2 separate regions of the Ovis aries genome follow, and region 1 is linked to region 2. Evidence: chromatin contacts called from public Hi-C data. All regions are on one chromosome and are shown on one strand. The core of a region is the stretch at or near the end of the contact, and the rest is flanking DNA. Distances in the headings are between cores, read along the strand shown. Region 1 holds the start of MYNN (myoneurin). Region 2 holds the start of SKIL (SKI like proto-oncogene).

The links. Hi-C and Micro-C count contacts between places; a contact is called where the count stands out from the background.
Region 1: a contact with region 2 is called in a Hi-C map of blood, with 3 times the contacts expected there. The contact joins the promoter of MYNN here to the promoter of SKIL in region 2. A contact is called at or near these places in 2 of 16 Hi-C or Micro-C datasets (both in blood).

The regions. Positions count from the first base shown.
Region 1 is chr1:218,269,591-218,272,771 of ARS-UI_Ramb_v3.0, reverse strand. MYNN (myoneurin) reads left to right here and starts at 1,725. Exons shown (of 8, transcript XR_009595106.1): 1 at 1,725-1,787; 2 at 2,743-3,039. It overlaps LOC132657246 (a long non-coding RNA gene), which reads right to left and starts at 1,678. Exons shown (of 2, transcript XR_009595111.1): 1 at 1,596-1,678; 2 at 1-1,235.
Region 2 is chr1:217,741,079-217,744,111 of ARS-UI_Ramb_v3.0, reverse strand. SKIL (SKI like proto-oncogene) reads left to right here and starts at 1,764. Exons shown (of 7, transcript XM_042234602.2): 1 at 1,764-1,868.

The DNA of each region.
Region 1 (3,181 bases), core at 476-2,975, 530 kb before region 2:
GAAAAACTAATGTACAGCCTAGTAAGAGTAATTAAACGCAGGGTAAAAACTGGTAATCCCTGTCACCTCAGCACTCTTTGTATTACAAGTCATTCGGTTTTCCATTAGTTTTCCCATTGAGATTGTTGATTTTTCTAAATGCCAGAGACCATGTTTTGCGGTCTTTCATATACTTCCTGTTTGACACCTAGTATAGACTCACAGCTATCCCTCAATTAATAAATTACGAAAAATGATTCCGACAAAAATAAATAATCAGAAAATTTCTCAGAGACAAGACGAAATCAAGAAAGAACCAGCCTCATTTTTTTCCCTTATAAACCTAACGGTTGTGGGACTTCCCCCCCCCCAACCCCCCCACCATAAACATGGTTCTTACCGAGTCGAAATAATTTACTAAGAGAGCAAACAAAATCTGGTTGTAAAACAAATCTCGAGAAAAAAAAAGAATAAATTCAAGTTTACAATGTTCTTTAAAATAAAGTCGTGAGCAAATTTCCCATGGTCCTGACACAACTTTTAACAAGGAAAAAAAAAAAAGCTGAAGTTTTGGGTTTCCTTAGATTTTTTGATGTCCGCGAGTAGCATGAAAGAACTCACCCTAACATATCAGCACGTACCGTTTGTACGTCTTTTTAAATCACGGAGATAACCTTTCCGTCACTGTGGTTGACCGCGTGCTCAGTCCTGTCTCTTTCCTACCCCATGGACTGTATGTAGCCGGCCAAGCTTCCCTCACTGTACAAAAATCTGCATAGAATGCAAATAATTGTATTAAATGTTTTCTAGTCTACAGGCCCACTCTCCAGTATCCCGTGGGTGGAGGAGCCCGGTAGGCTGCAGTCCATAAGTCGCCAAGAGTCTGACAGGACTGAGCGACTTCACTTTCACTTTTCACTTTCACGCACTGGAGAAGGAAATGGCAACACACTTCAGTGTTCTTGCCTGGAGAATTCCAGGGACGGGGGAGCCTGGTGGGCTGCTGTCTATGGGGTCGCACAGGGTCGGACACGACTGAAGCGACTTAGCAGCAACAGCAGCAGTAGTCCACAAGCAGAACCTTTTCCGGTATAAAGCCCACCTTTCCTCAAGCGCATGCCCAGTGTGCCCTACTGCTTTGCGCCGCTTTCTTGCATCTCAGACTTCTATCACCAGGTAAGGGTATCCTGGATACTGGGCTCCAGTTGGCTGATGCAAACAAGACTCATAGTTTCCCAAGAGCTTTCCGGCAGTACCTAAAATAAAAAGGGGTGATCAGTCTCAGCTACAAAATTCCCATGGCCGAGAGCCGGAGTACACAAGATAGCTATTCCCACTCGTGGGCCTCAAGGAAGTGGAGGATAATGGGAGAAGACGAGCAACTAACTATAAACCCCAGCATACAATGCACAATTTGGCTCCTGGAAAGCAGCCCGCAGGGCAGCGCGGCTCAGCCTCCGCGCAAAACGCAGGCCGAGCGCGAGATGCTGACTATCTAGAATGCTCAAGGTGAGGACAACAGGCTTGGTTCCGTAAGAGAGCCCTTAGTCTCCTAGCCAAGACTCTCCCTGTTTCCGGGTGTTCCCGGTGTGCGAAGTAGCGGGGTCTCTATGTACCAGCCTGCTACTCTCAGGCTGCTGTTGGACCTCCAGGGTCTTAGAGCCTACTGCGTACACGCGGATCGCCCGGAGCCGGATGTGACGTCATCGTGGAGGAAGCAGGGAAAAGGCGGAGCGTGGCGTGGTGACGTCCTTCCAAGATGGCGGAGAGCGACTGAAGAAACTGTGTTCCCCCTCGGGTTTCTATAGGTGAGTTCTATTTTTGCCCCCAGGCTGCTATTCCCGCTCTCTCCAGACCTTGGGGCATTGGAGGGCAGGCTCCGTGGAGTTCGCATTCAGGCCGGAGTGAAGGTGTTAGGGTGGAAAGCTAGGGCGAGGCAGCCCCGATGTTGGCCTTGGCCACAACCTCTGCCGTGGGAATTGGGGGAGTGGGAGCCGGGCTAAGGGCAGGAAGGCGGAAGTCGGGAGAGACCGGCTTTTACTGTCACTTTCCCTTGCGGCCTCCAGTAGACCGGGGTGGTGGTAGGGAGGAGCGTGGCCTCCTCGGGGCGGGTGACCAGATCTTTGAAAACTTTTGGCCCTTGTGCTGGTTCTCCGCCCCCTCCGGCACCCGCCTTTCATTTAAGCTACTGTATGCTCTGCGGAAGGTAACGGGTTTCGGCAATTTGAGAGCAGTTTTACACTTAGTCGAAAGGCAGAGAGGCAGTTGATAAAATTTTAACGAATTCCTACCATGTCCTTTGACCATTTGTCCCAAGGAATCATTTCTTAGTGGTTTATTAATTTTTTTTGTTGTTTTTTCGTAATTTACATGTGCCCACTGAGCTTGAAACTGAAGGTTCAACTGATGATCAGTTCACTTCAGTTCAGTCGCTCAGTCGTGTCCGACTCTGTGATGTAGAAGTGTGAAATTTTGCGGTGCTTTTTTTTGTTTCACTTTGTGGAAATGTTTTCACACATCGTCATTTGTTGACGTGTCCAAAGGTTTGTGTTAGTTGACCAAGATGAAATAAAAACTAGGAAGGATTTTTGTCCCTTCGGCATTTTTATCCGTATTTGCTTGGTAAGAATTTTCTGGGGACGTAAAATGAGAACAGGCTTTGTTCTTGTTTGGATTCTATGTCTCTTTATTCACCAATGGCTTGGGAGAAAAGTTTGATGAAAATTTAGTGGTGCTGATTTACTCTCTCTCTTGTTTTTTTAGAACAAGGATAGAATTCGATTCCGATATCAAAATGCAGTATTCGCACCACTGTGAGCACCTTTTAGAGAGACTGAACAAACAACGGGAAGCAGGTTTTCTTTGTGACTGCACCATAGTCATTGGGGAATTCCAGTTTAAAGCTCACAGGAATGTGCTTGCCTCGTTTAGTGAATATTTTGGTGCAATCTACAGGAGCACTTCTGAGAACAATGTCTTTCTTGATCAGAGTCAGGTGAAGGCTGATGGATTTCAGAAACTGTTGGAGTTTATATACACAGGAACTTTAAATCTTGACAGGTAAGGTACCTATGTTATTTCTTTCCACTTACAAAAGCTGGTCAATAGTCTTGAGCTAAAGCAGATTAGTATTTTTTCCATTCAGTCCCTGAACTCTCAGTCTTCAAATACTGATGTGCCCAGTGTTGTTTTTAATAAAGAG
Region 2 (3,033 bases), core at 515-3,014:
ATTCTCGAGGTTAGAAAACCTGTCCCCCAGTCTCGCAGATGCTGTTCTCCCCCCACTGGCTCTGCACAGAACATCATTATCTTTGCTAAGCTTCTGTCTCTATGGCAATAACAGATGGGAAGTGCTGCGGAATTATTCATGTTCTGGAAATGAGGCAGTCAAGAAGGAGGGGAAGGTGCGGGGTGGGAGAGGGGGCACGACCTGGGAGCGCGGCGATGGGGGTGGGAGGAATGGAACTTGGGTGTGCACGGAATGAGAGGCTTGTAAGCCTCGGGTAGGCCCGTTGGGAGCAAAAGAGGAAAAAAAAAATCTACGAGCACAGGAGTATTCCCAGTCTGCTGGCTCCAAATGTGGATCCCACGAGTGACCTCGAAGCAGTAAAACCAGAAGAAATTGGACGAAAATGCGCAAAAAGGGGGGTGGGGTGGGGGAAGGGGGACAAAGCCAAGTCCTCTGAATTCGGTGCACTGAGATCTGGGGTACTATTTCAGTTCCTAATTTTGCGGTGGGGTGGAAAAAAGGGGTTTTTCTTGGTATTTCGAAATATGACGGAGCAGCTCGGCAGAGTTCAATATGCTAATCCTCCACAGCAGAACACCGACCAGGGAGACGACTCTCTTCGGCCCCGAGGGTCACAGCTGAAAGCGCTTCGGTCATCGCTTTCCTCGTCTCATCTCCTGTTCGCCTCCAAAACAAAATCCCAAACTCCTCAGGAAACACTGTAGAAGCATGTAATTTCTAGCTCCCTTTTGGAACCGAGAGAGCAGTCTGGTGAGGGGGTGGGGGGAGGGAGGCTGAGAAGTAGAGACAAAAATGTTTTCTCTCGGTTTTGCCAGAACTTCTGCCAGCCCTCCAGCCCGGCCCGATGGCGGAGGAGGTCAGCCCAGGGAAGGCGTCTGGGCGGAGGCCGCCCAGGCAAGGCGGGGGCCGCCGGGGTGGGGCGGAGCGCAGCGCAGCGCCGGCAGCTGGCGGGGCGGCCCTCGGGCGGGAGGCCCCGCAGGGGGCGGGGGGCAGCCCCCGCGCGCTGGGCCCACACGGGGGGCGCGGCTGGGCGGCCGCCACCCGGCTGCCTCCGGGGCGGGGCGGCCCAGCTGCGGCCCCGCGGGGGGAGGGTCGCCTGTGCCTGACCTCGGGCCGCGGCGCTCGGCCAGGCGGGCCTTGCCTCCGCCCTGCCGGCTGCTGGGGTCGCGCACAGTGCACCGCGCGGTCGCCCTGCCCCCCTCTCTCCGTGTCGCGCGGCGGCCGAGCGACCAGGGCGCCCCCGGGTCTGGCCCGTCTCCACGGAGCAGCGGGTGGGGCGGGGGCGGGGCGGTGGCGGCCCCAGACAGCCGGCTAGGCGACTCGAGGAAGGAAGGAGGGAGGGCGGCGGTGGGGGTGGGGCGGGGAGGGAACATCCTGTCTGCGCCGGGTGCACCGCAGACAGCGCCGCGCGCCAGCCGCCCAGACGGCGCACGGGGCCAGGAGTGCCGGGCGCGCGCCTGGGGGGAGGGGCGCGCGCGCCAGACGACGGGCCAGGGGAGCCCTAGGGAGCCACTATAGGGCAGACGGCGCGCGCGTCCCCGAGGGGCTAGGAGCCGCGAGGCGGCGGCGGCGGCGGCGGCGGCGGGCTTGCGCGCGCGGTGCCGCCGCTGGCTCAGTTCTCCTCTCCTCCCCTCCCCCTCGCCGCCCTCGCTCTCCCCCGGGCGGCCGGAGACGGCGGCGGCGTCTGCGGGAAGCCGTGTGTCTCCGCAGTGACGTGGGCGGGCCGAGGGCTCGGTGACGTCAGAGGGCTGTGTGTAGCGATGTGTGTGGGGTTCGGAGCGGCGCCGGCACAGCCAAGGGGAGCGGGCGAGCGGCGGCGGCGGCGGCGGCGGCGGCGGCGGGCACAGGTGCGGCCTCGGCTCGCGGGGCGGGGTGGGGGACGCGGCGGTAGGCTAGGGGCGCGCGGCTCCCGGGGTGCCCGACGGCTGCGCCGGGCGTCAAGGGGAGTTAACAAAGCTCGTCGGGCTTCCTAGGGTGCGGAGGCCGTAGTCGGGGGTCCGGATGCTGGGTCCCGGGTGGGGTCGGGGCCACGGGGGGGCGCGGGCCAGGTGTCCTACGGTGGATCATGCCTCGCTTATCCCGAGTGATGGGCGCGGGCAGGGGCCGGGTGCTGCACTTGACTGGACCCGTCGGGACCCCGAACCCTGGACGCCCGTCACTGTCCCCTTCCGATTCCCCCCGCCGCCCGTCTGCGCTCCGCGGGGATGCCCTGGGCTCGACCCGGTAGGTCGGCGCTCAGCGACTGGGAGGTCCCGGCTCGTTGCCCCTCCCGCCCGCTGACCCCTCTCTCCTCTGTCCGGGGCAGGCAAGGGGAGGTGCAGCCTTAGGGGTGCTCGGGTAACACCCGAGAACTTCCCGGGGAGAGGGTGCGCGGGGGATTTCCACAGTCCTGCCTGCGGCCCCCTTAGCGGGGCGGTGTTGAGAGGGCACCGGGGTGTTCCGACACTGCGGGGGGGCGGGGTTTGGGGGACTCCTTTTCCTCCACTTCTCACTACCCACTTGCAAGCCTGAGGCGTCCCGGGTGCCTTGCCCTCCTCTCCCCGCCTCCGCCTCGGGTTTAAGGTGGGTGAGTGGCTTTGCGTGGGCCGAGGATTTCAGGGTTTGAGGGCTCCCCATTCTGTCATGCCTCCTGCCCTCTTCCTTGGCCTGCGTAGGCTGAGGTGTTCCTGTGGTGGGCGAAAGTCAGTACGTTGGCTAGTGGCCTTGGTACTTAACCCTTTGGGTCTGTTTTAAGGTAAATTGCTTGGAGTTTGGCTGGCAAAAATTTCTGTTTACTGGATTTTTTTTGCATTTTCTCTTAAGAAGGAAGTGGAAGAAGAATCTTTGCTTTTTCCCTCTTCCTCCATTTGCATTCTTTGTGAGGTCTGTCTGCCTTGTGCTTTTTGTCCCGGATTAGTCTTATTCAAGGATGGAGATTCCCAGGAGTGCAGTCTATAGCTTTTGGCTTCCATTAAGCAAATTCGCTAACCTTTTAAAGGGAAAGTTAATTTTTGCCTGTAGTTATTCCAGAAA